Linked DNA regions of Danio rerio: region 1 is linked to region 2. Evidence: chromatin contacts called from public Micro-C data. All regions are on one chromosome and are shown on one strand. The core of a region is the stretch at or near the end of the contact, and the rest is flanking DNA. Distances in the headings are between cores, read along the strand shown.

What was found. Hi-C and Micro-C count contacts between places; a contact is called where the count stands out from the background.
Region 1: a contact with region 2 is called in a Micro-C map of caudal fin, with 2.5 times the contacts expected there. The contact joins the promoter of ttll11 here to the promoter of ptges in region 2. A contact is called at or near these places in 2 of 18 Hi-C or Micro-C datasets (caudal fin and embryo) and 1 of 4 datasets of contacts at active chromatin or transcription factors (embryo).

What each region holds. Positions count from the first base shown.
Region 1 is chr5:34,232,746-34,236,498 of GRCz12tu, reverse strand. ttll11 (tubulin tyrosine ligase-like family, member 11) reads right to left here and starts at 2,403. Exons shown (of 9, transcript NM_001077375.1): 1 at 1,808-2,403. The coding sequence starts at 2,341.
Region 2 is chr5:33,959,311-33,962,649 of GRCz12tu, reverse strand. ptges (prostaglandin E synthase) reads right to left here and starts at 1,339. Exons shown (of 3, transcript NM_001014828.2): 1 at 1,125-1,339; 2 at 776-858. The coding sequence starts at 1,232. It overlaps LOC141385838 (a long non-coding RNA gene), which reads right to left. Exons shown (of 2, transcript XR_012406921.1): 2 at 2,630-3,339.

The DNA of each region.
Region 1 (3,753 bases), core at 1,154-3,653, 270 kb before region 2:
CCAAAAAAATTTATTATTAAAAATAAAAACTCTCAATTATAAAAAAATATATGTATATACAGCTAAAATAATTATCTTAGTAGAAAGAAAACCGCATTTATCATTTAAAATGCATTTACAGTTGAGTTCCCCCTCCCCTTCCCCAGAGTGGTTCGGTCCACAGCGTGCTTTGTACGTGCTGCGTGTGTGGCTGCGGCTGAGTTAATGCTGAATTTCAGTAAGTAGGGGATTTTATTCACCTTAAATACAGCGATTCTCCTCAATGTAGTTAATACAGACTCGTTCATAAATTAGTTGCGACAAAAATGCTGATTACCAATGTAATTGTCCATGAATCTGCTGTATTAGCGATTAAAATTACTTATATAGTTAACAATAGCTTGTTGCTAACGCTAAAGCCGTTTCCCATGCATTGTTTCATTTGTGACGACTTGGCATAATGTTAACTTAACATTAACGACCACAATTAATTAGCATATTGTTTAGCTGTGTATTTGCTAAATGAGCACTGCTACACTGAGCCCACTAACCCCATTGTATTTTTTGTGTAATCAGTTTCTATTCTGTTTTAAGTTACTCAATTAATTTGAAATTAAAATGTTAACCTTTTTTAATTCTTTGTTTTTATTGTTGTGATTATTTTTTATATTAGTTTTGTATTCTTTATGTAAAGCACTTTGAATTACCATTGTGTATATAATGTGCTACAGTATAAATAAACGTGCCTTTCAGTGTCATGTATAGGATAAAAAAACAGCTAAACATTAAGTACAAAAAGTTTACATATTAAGCAGTTTGGCTTTCAGAATGAGTGCTTAAATAGTAATGTCACAAAATCAATCACAGGCAAAGGAGAAAGAAATGATTGAGGAACAGGCAGAGCAGGGTCAGTCAGATGTACAGTGTCAGGTAAGGGTGTTGTGCTTTATTAAAGGGATAATGACAATTCTTTTGGGGGGTGAACAATTGTTTTAATGTTTTCGGAGTTGTGGCTGTTTAGCAGATTTCACAGGCTCACAGATTTACAATATGATCAGTCATTTTAACGTTTTTAAAGTTAGTTATTATGAGTATGGAAAATGTCTTTTCCTGCATTTATTCTGCTTCAGGAGTCTGTTGACTGTTGACTGTAAACAACACAACAAACAATGCAATAAATAGTTTTGAGGTAAAATTTGCTTTGTTATTGAACCGGAGAAAAACTTTGAGAATAATCATAATGACGAAGTCTCCATGCTATATAATAATGATGATAAAACCATTTTTAACTGCGGGGACTTATCTTTAATAGTACAATTCGGCAGTATTATTTGTGTCCCCTTCAAAAAAATGCTCGAAAGAAATTTTTTATTTATTGCCCCCTCCCTCTACTGTTAAATCAGATTTACGCCCATGGCTGCAACCCCCGTACACCCTCATTAACACACATTTAACTAATTTAATTCACCTATACAACATGTTGTTGGACTGTGGGGAAAACCAGAGCACCCAGAGAAAATCCACACAAACACAGGGAGAAACTCCACACAGAAATGTCAACTGACCCAAAGCCGAGGCTCGAACCAGCGACCTTCTTGCTGTGACGACAGTGTCATTTCCCAACTTATTTAACCCAAGCTAATTTACAATTAATGTATAACATTTTAATAAAGTCTAATATATAATAAATAAAAAAACAAAATCCACGAATCCCCGCTGTCAATAGATGGCTACACCACTACGATTAATCCCTGTAATTGGAAAGAGAGTCAGAAAAAGTTAAATGTGATCTCGTGTCAGGACACAGGAGTGGGTCCTGAGCTCTTACCTCTTTCCACTTCAGCAGCCTGATGCTCATCTTCAGCGCTTCCAGCGATGTCTTCGCCTTGGAGGTGTCCACCGTCACTGCTCTCCTCTTTTTGGCCACCTTGCCCCCGTCCTCTTTGCCACGATGCTCACATTTCTCATCCGTCTGCCTCTGACACGACTCAACATGACCGTTTGCCGCTGTTTTGCTCTTTAAAAGTCTACCCGTCCCTTTAATGTGAAGGTTTTGCTCGTTGCTCACACGATTCTGTCCTTTCTCCTGTGAACAGTCCGACTTCCGCGGCGCCACATCTGACAGATGTTTGCCATTCACCTGTTTCTCATGCCCGTCTGCTTTACCTCGGCTTTTACTTCGACTTCTCCCGTTGATGCTGCTTCTGGAGAGGTCCCTCCGAGCCCGAGGAAGAGCCGTGAAGGAGACGTCAGCAGGGACTGAAGAGGCCGGGGACAGATGCTCCTCTTCGGCCGCGGCCTCGGTCTCCACTGCCTTCATCTGCTGGAGCTCAATCTTCACTCTCTCGTAGTGATCGCTCATAGTGTTAATTAATACTCGGCTGATTTGTTATCTCATCTAGGTTGCTGAATATGTTAGATTGATACACTAGCTCGAGGTGCAAACATTCCCAAACTAAAGCATAAAACTAGTAAAGCGGTTTATAAAATAGCCAAATATGGAGTCTGATAAAGTAGCATCAAGACGAGTCGACTCCATGGTTAGATTACATCTCAGCATTATAAAAGCTTTATGAGCGCTGACAGATAGCACATCACTAACAATGTGCCGAGTGTTTTTGATGGCGATCTAACGGGACAGGAGTGGCTCCGGGCACAAGAGCTGTCCAGCTTGCGATTTTGCAGAGAGAGAGGCTCTTAATCGCCTATAAAAACAACACTAACGCTGCATATAAACACGTTCGTGCTTAATTCATCCCATTCTCTACGAAAATACTCAACTAACGGCACACATTGCGGCATTGATATATGAAAGGGGGGAGCGGGGCATGGCTGGGCGCATCAGCGCATTCCCCCTGTCAGTTTCGGTCAGTTCTAAAGTGCCGGTGAGGGGCATCGACTGCTCTCGCGCCTTTAAACAAACGCCGCATCGCTAAACGAAGGCATCGCGTGCTTCCAGTTTACCTGCTGTTTCCCAAGACTTGGTTTAGTTAATGCAGGCGGACAGATAAGGTGATGACCAGCGATCACACCAGAAGTTAAGCTCCCGTGTGCTGCTGTCGCGGCTGGTGTTTTGGTCCTGTTGACAACGCAACGCAACCGACGGAAGCCGTCGAGGCACATGACAGCAACATATTGCGGTCAAGCTATACGCGAAGCGAAAAATCAGTGAGCGGGATGATTGTGTAAACACATTAAATAGTAGTAACGTTAGTAATAAAAAGGTATTTATATGTAATAATAAAATATGAATAAAATATATTGTTCAATGGGCCTAGGCGACGCAGTGGCGCAGTAGGTAGTGCTGTTGCCTCACAGCAAGAAGAACGCTGGTTCGAGCCTCGGTTTCTGTGTGGAGTTTGCATGTTCTCCCTTCGTTCGCGTGGGTTTCCTTCGGGTGCTCCGGTTTCCCTTACAAGTCCAAAGACATGCAATACAGGTGAATTGGGTAAGCTAAATTATCCCAAGTGCACGAGTGTGAATGAGTGTGTATGGATGTTTCCCAGAGATGGGTTGCAGCTTGAAGGGCATAGACTGCGTAAAACATGTGCTGGATAAGTTGGCGGTTCATTCCACTGTGGTGACCCTGGATTAATAAAGGAACTAAGCTGAAATGAATAAATGGGCCTATTATATCATTTTCTTTTATTTCTATTAGGGGAGCGTGGGACACAAATGCGGGATTAAATGTAACACAGAGTTTTAAGGTATTTGCTCAAAGTTAACCATGTTATGCTTCCAAGGTTTTCACCACAGTGTCAGCAGACATCTTCC
Region 2 (3,339 bases), core at 90-2,589:
GTGGAAAAAGCTTGATGTTTTCTATTCACATTATGCCATACAAACATGTAGTCCTTTTCTGGGAAAACAAAGTAACCAAAGGAAATCTGACAGACATCCTGCAGATTTTCTAACTGAATAGGCCCAGTGGGAGCATGACTAAAGAACCCAACAGACACGCAATGTTTTCACAGACAACAAAGGCAAATTTTGCAAAATCTCTCCTATATGGAAAACTGAATGCATGCATGCAGAATAAATGCATTGCATTGATTTTTATTTCAAATAAACTGCTTCTTAATTTCACAGAAAAAATTAAGGAGATCATGTTTTTAGTTATAATTTAATTTCACAAAAATTTGGAATGAGCACAGAGTATAACAAATTTGTTACATTTAAATAAAAGAATGTATGAGTTAACAGCATAAACATAACAGTGTAATCTGCATAACAAAGGTTAGAAGAAATATTGGTACTTTAGTCAAACACATCCTTTTCAAAATGTAGGCTAAACTACAATTATAAATTTACAGCAAACTTTATATTTGTACAATGCCCAATTTTTGGTTTCAGTCTACTTGAATTATGCAGTTACATACATTCTAATTTCTGTTGTATTATTTAATAGCCTGTGTAGTTAAATTTCGACTGCTAATGTTACAGACATGTATTCCTTCGTGTATTAACTGGGACAACTGTTGCCCACTTTCTTGTCACTTTCATACTAAGACATGCGGGAAAGTCAATGGAATATACAAAAGCACACAGACATGTAATCGTAGTTTTGTGCTCTTACCTCCTACAGCGCTCCACATATGGATCCGTGCGGCAGAACTGCACACCTCCGTGTCTCTCGGCGTCCTCTGGGTTAGCAAACGCCTAATACACAAATATCAAATACATATATCAGAACTCATTCTATTTCTGACCGAAGGTCTTTATTCATTCCAGAAGCTGTTGCAGTATGCAGACTAAGCGTGTTCCATCTAAAATAAACACGTGTTTTCGCTCGACGCAGCACAGAAATGTTTGGATTAAACGCGACTGTTTTGCAGTGATTCTGTGGCGTCGCCAGCGTTGTGTTTCGCGCAGTATTAAGAAACCCGTTTTCAAAGTATGAACAAATGGTTCCAAAGTAAGCCTACCTTTTTCCGAAGTCTCACTTGGCCCGTGATGATGGCAATAATGTACATCTTCAAGATTAAAAGCGTGCTGTAGAAGATGAAGCACAACTGTATGTCGCTCCCGAGCATCTTGAGCCTCTATCTCTCTGTGTAAACTTTGTAGCATAGTCGTGTTTGGAGGTTTTATATGGGAAGCCAGTCCGTTAAGCCCTCCCATTCCTCATTATACTTGGCACAAAAAAAAAAAACTTTCACTGATGTGCAAACTTGTTTTGTCCTCCCTCACTGCTAGCCTGCTGTCCTTTTATGAGAGAATGAGACACCATAAAACTGAAAACTGTATACGTTAATTTTCAGTTATTTTTTATTTATTTTTTTCAGTTATTTTAGTTTTCAAATATTTTAGTTTTTAGTTTTTTAATTTTTAGCCATCTAAAGGAATCAACCATTAAAATGGTTGCTGGACAATGGTGGCTGCATATTTCTAGTGTAAATTGTTTAAAGTAATTGTGGAAGAAAAAATATTGTACAACAGAACAAATCATTAGGTTTATTCCATGTTTCCGTTTGGGAAACCACATGAAAAACTGGACATTCATTTTATATTACACTTTTTAACCCAAAGGTTGGAGTTTGTCCATATTTAACTCAACATAAACCAAACAACCCAGCCATTCTTTGGAGTGGAAATATTTTTTAAACTTTAAAAAACTTTTTCCTGGTTCACCAACAGAGAATGCTCTGAAAACAAAAATTGTTAGTTCAATCACAACTAGTCTATGTGTAACAGAGAATATGAAACACTCTTAAGTGGTGCTGTAATTAAGTTAATTGCTCTCGACTGCATTCGCCTGCAGCTAAAGATTTTGATGAATGTGCTGTCCTGATTGACTCGGGTGGAGCTGGTGGACAGGGGGTGTCAATGCAATTTAGTTGACCACCCTAGCCCCCAGGTTTATTAATTGTCCTGCCTTTGGATAATTACTCTTTATGTTAGTTAGTTTTAACCGTTTCTGTTGAAACTGAAAATGCAAACACTTTCAGTGTTCAACTTGGATGAGTCAGTCGGGAACGGTGAACTTTAAATTGCTTGCATGTAATTACTAACAAAATATGGAAAAGCAGAGACAAAAATAAATACAAGCATTTATTTCACCTTTTCACTGCATTGATTCAGTAAGTTAAATTTTTCTCCGATATCTGTATATGTGAGGCCAGCAGGGGTGCTCACCCTGTGGTTTTTGTGTGTCCTAATGCCCCAGTATAGTGATGGGGACACTATACTATCTGCGAGCACTGTCATTCGAATGAGATGTTAAGCTGAGGTCCTGACTGTGGTAATTAAATATCCCATGGCACTTCTTGTAAAGCGTAGGAGTGTAACCCCAGTGTCCTATAGCTAGCTTCCCTCCAAAAGACATAATATGGTAAAATATAGTAAAATATGGTAAAAGTTAATATAGTAAAATATGGTAAAAGTTACAATCATGGTAAAATACATAGAAAGGAAAAGATAAAGGTAAAGATTTGTTTGTTAATTTTTTTATTATTTGTAGTTGTGGATTCATTTTAAGGAAACAAATAATTCAAAAAGTAAAGATTGCATTAAGATAAAACAGACAAAAGAAATGAGAAAAACACCAGTTTAAATTAATAAAAGACAAACAAAAATCAATATAATATAAAATCAATATAAAGTTTCTGCCCCTGATGATAACACAACATTTTCAAACACCCAAGACCAGAGGAAACGAGAAGGGTATAAACGGAGGTCGAAGCCAGCTCCAAGAAGGGGGTGGGACTTGAGCTCCATAAGGGTGGACTTTCAAGCTCCAAGTGAGCTGTACAAATCTGGAGTTTTTATTTATTTAATGTCTTGTACATGACGCAGATTCCAAAATTGTGCTTAATGAATCTCTACACATACCCTTACCCTTAATCCAACCTCACAGTAACCTGCTGTGTTACCGTGTGTAACCTTGATGTGTTTTATTAGCATCTACTCCACCTACACCCAACCTACTTGTGGTTTAAGTCCCTCCCACTTGAAGGTCACCCAACCCACTTGCGGTGTAATCCCTCCCACTTGGAGGTCTCCAGGCTGCAGCGATACCTACTTGGAGGAGCCTCTGGTTTAATTTAGTCATGGCTTAATAATTGTTCTGTATCATTGAGTGATGACTTGGGAGCCAAAGACAATGGAAAAAATTTGGCACAAGATTTGAGGAACCTACAA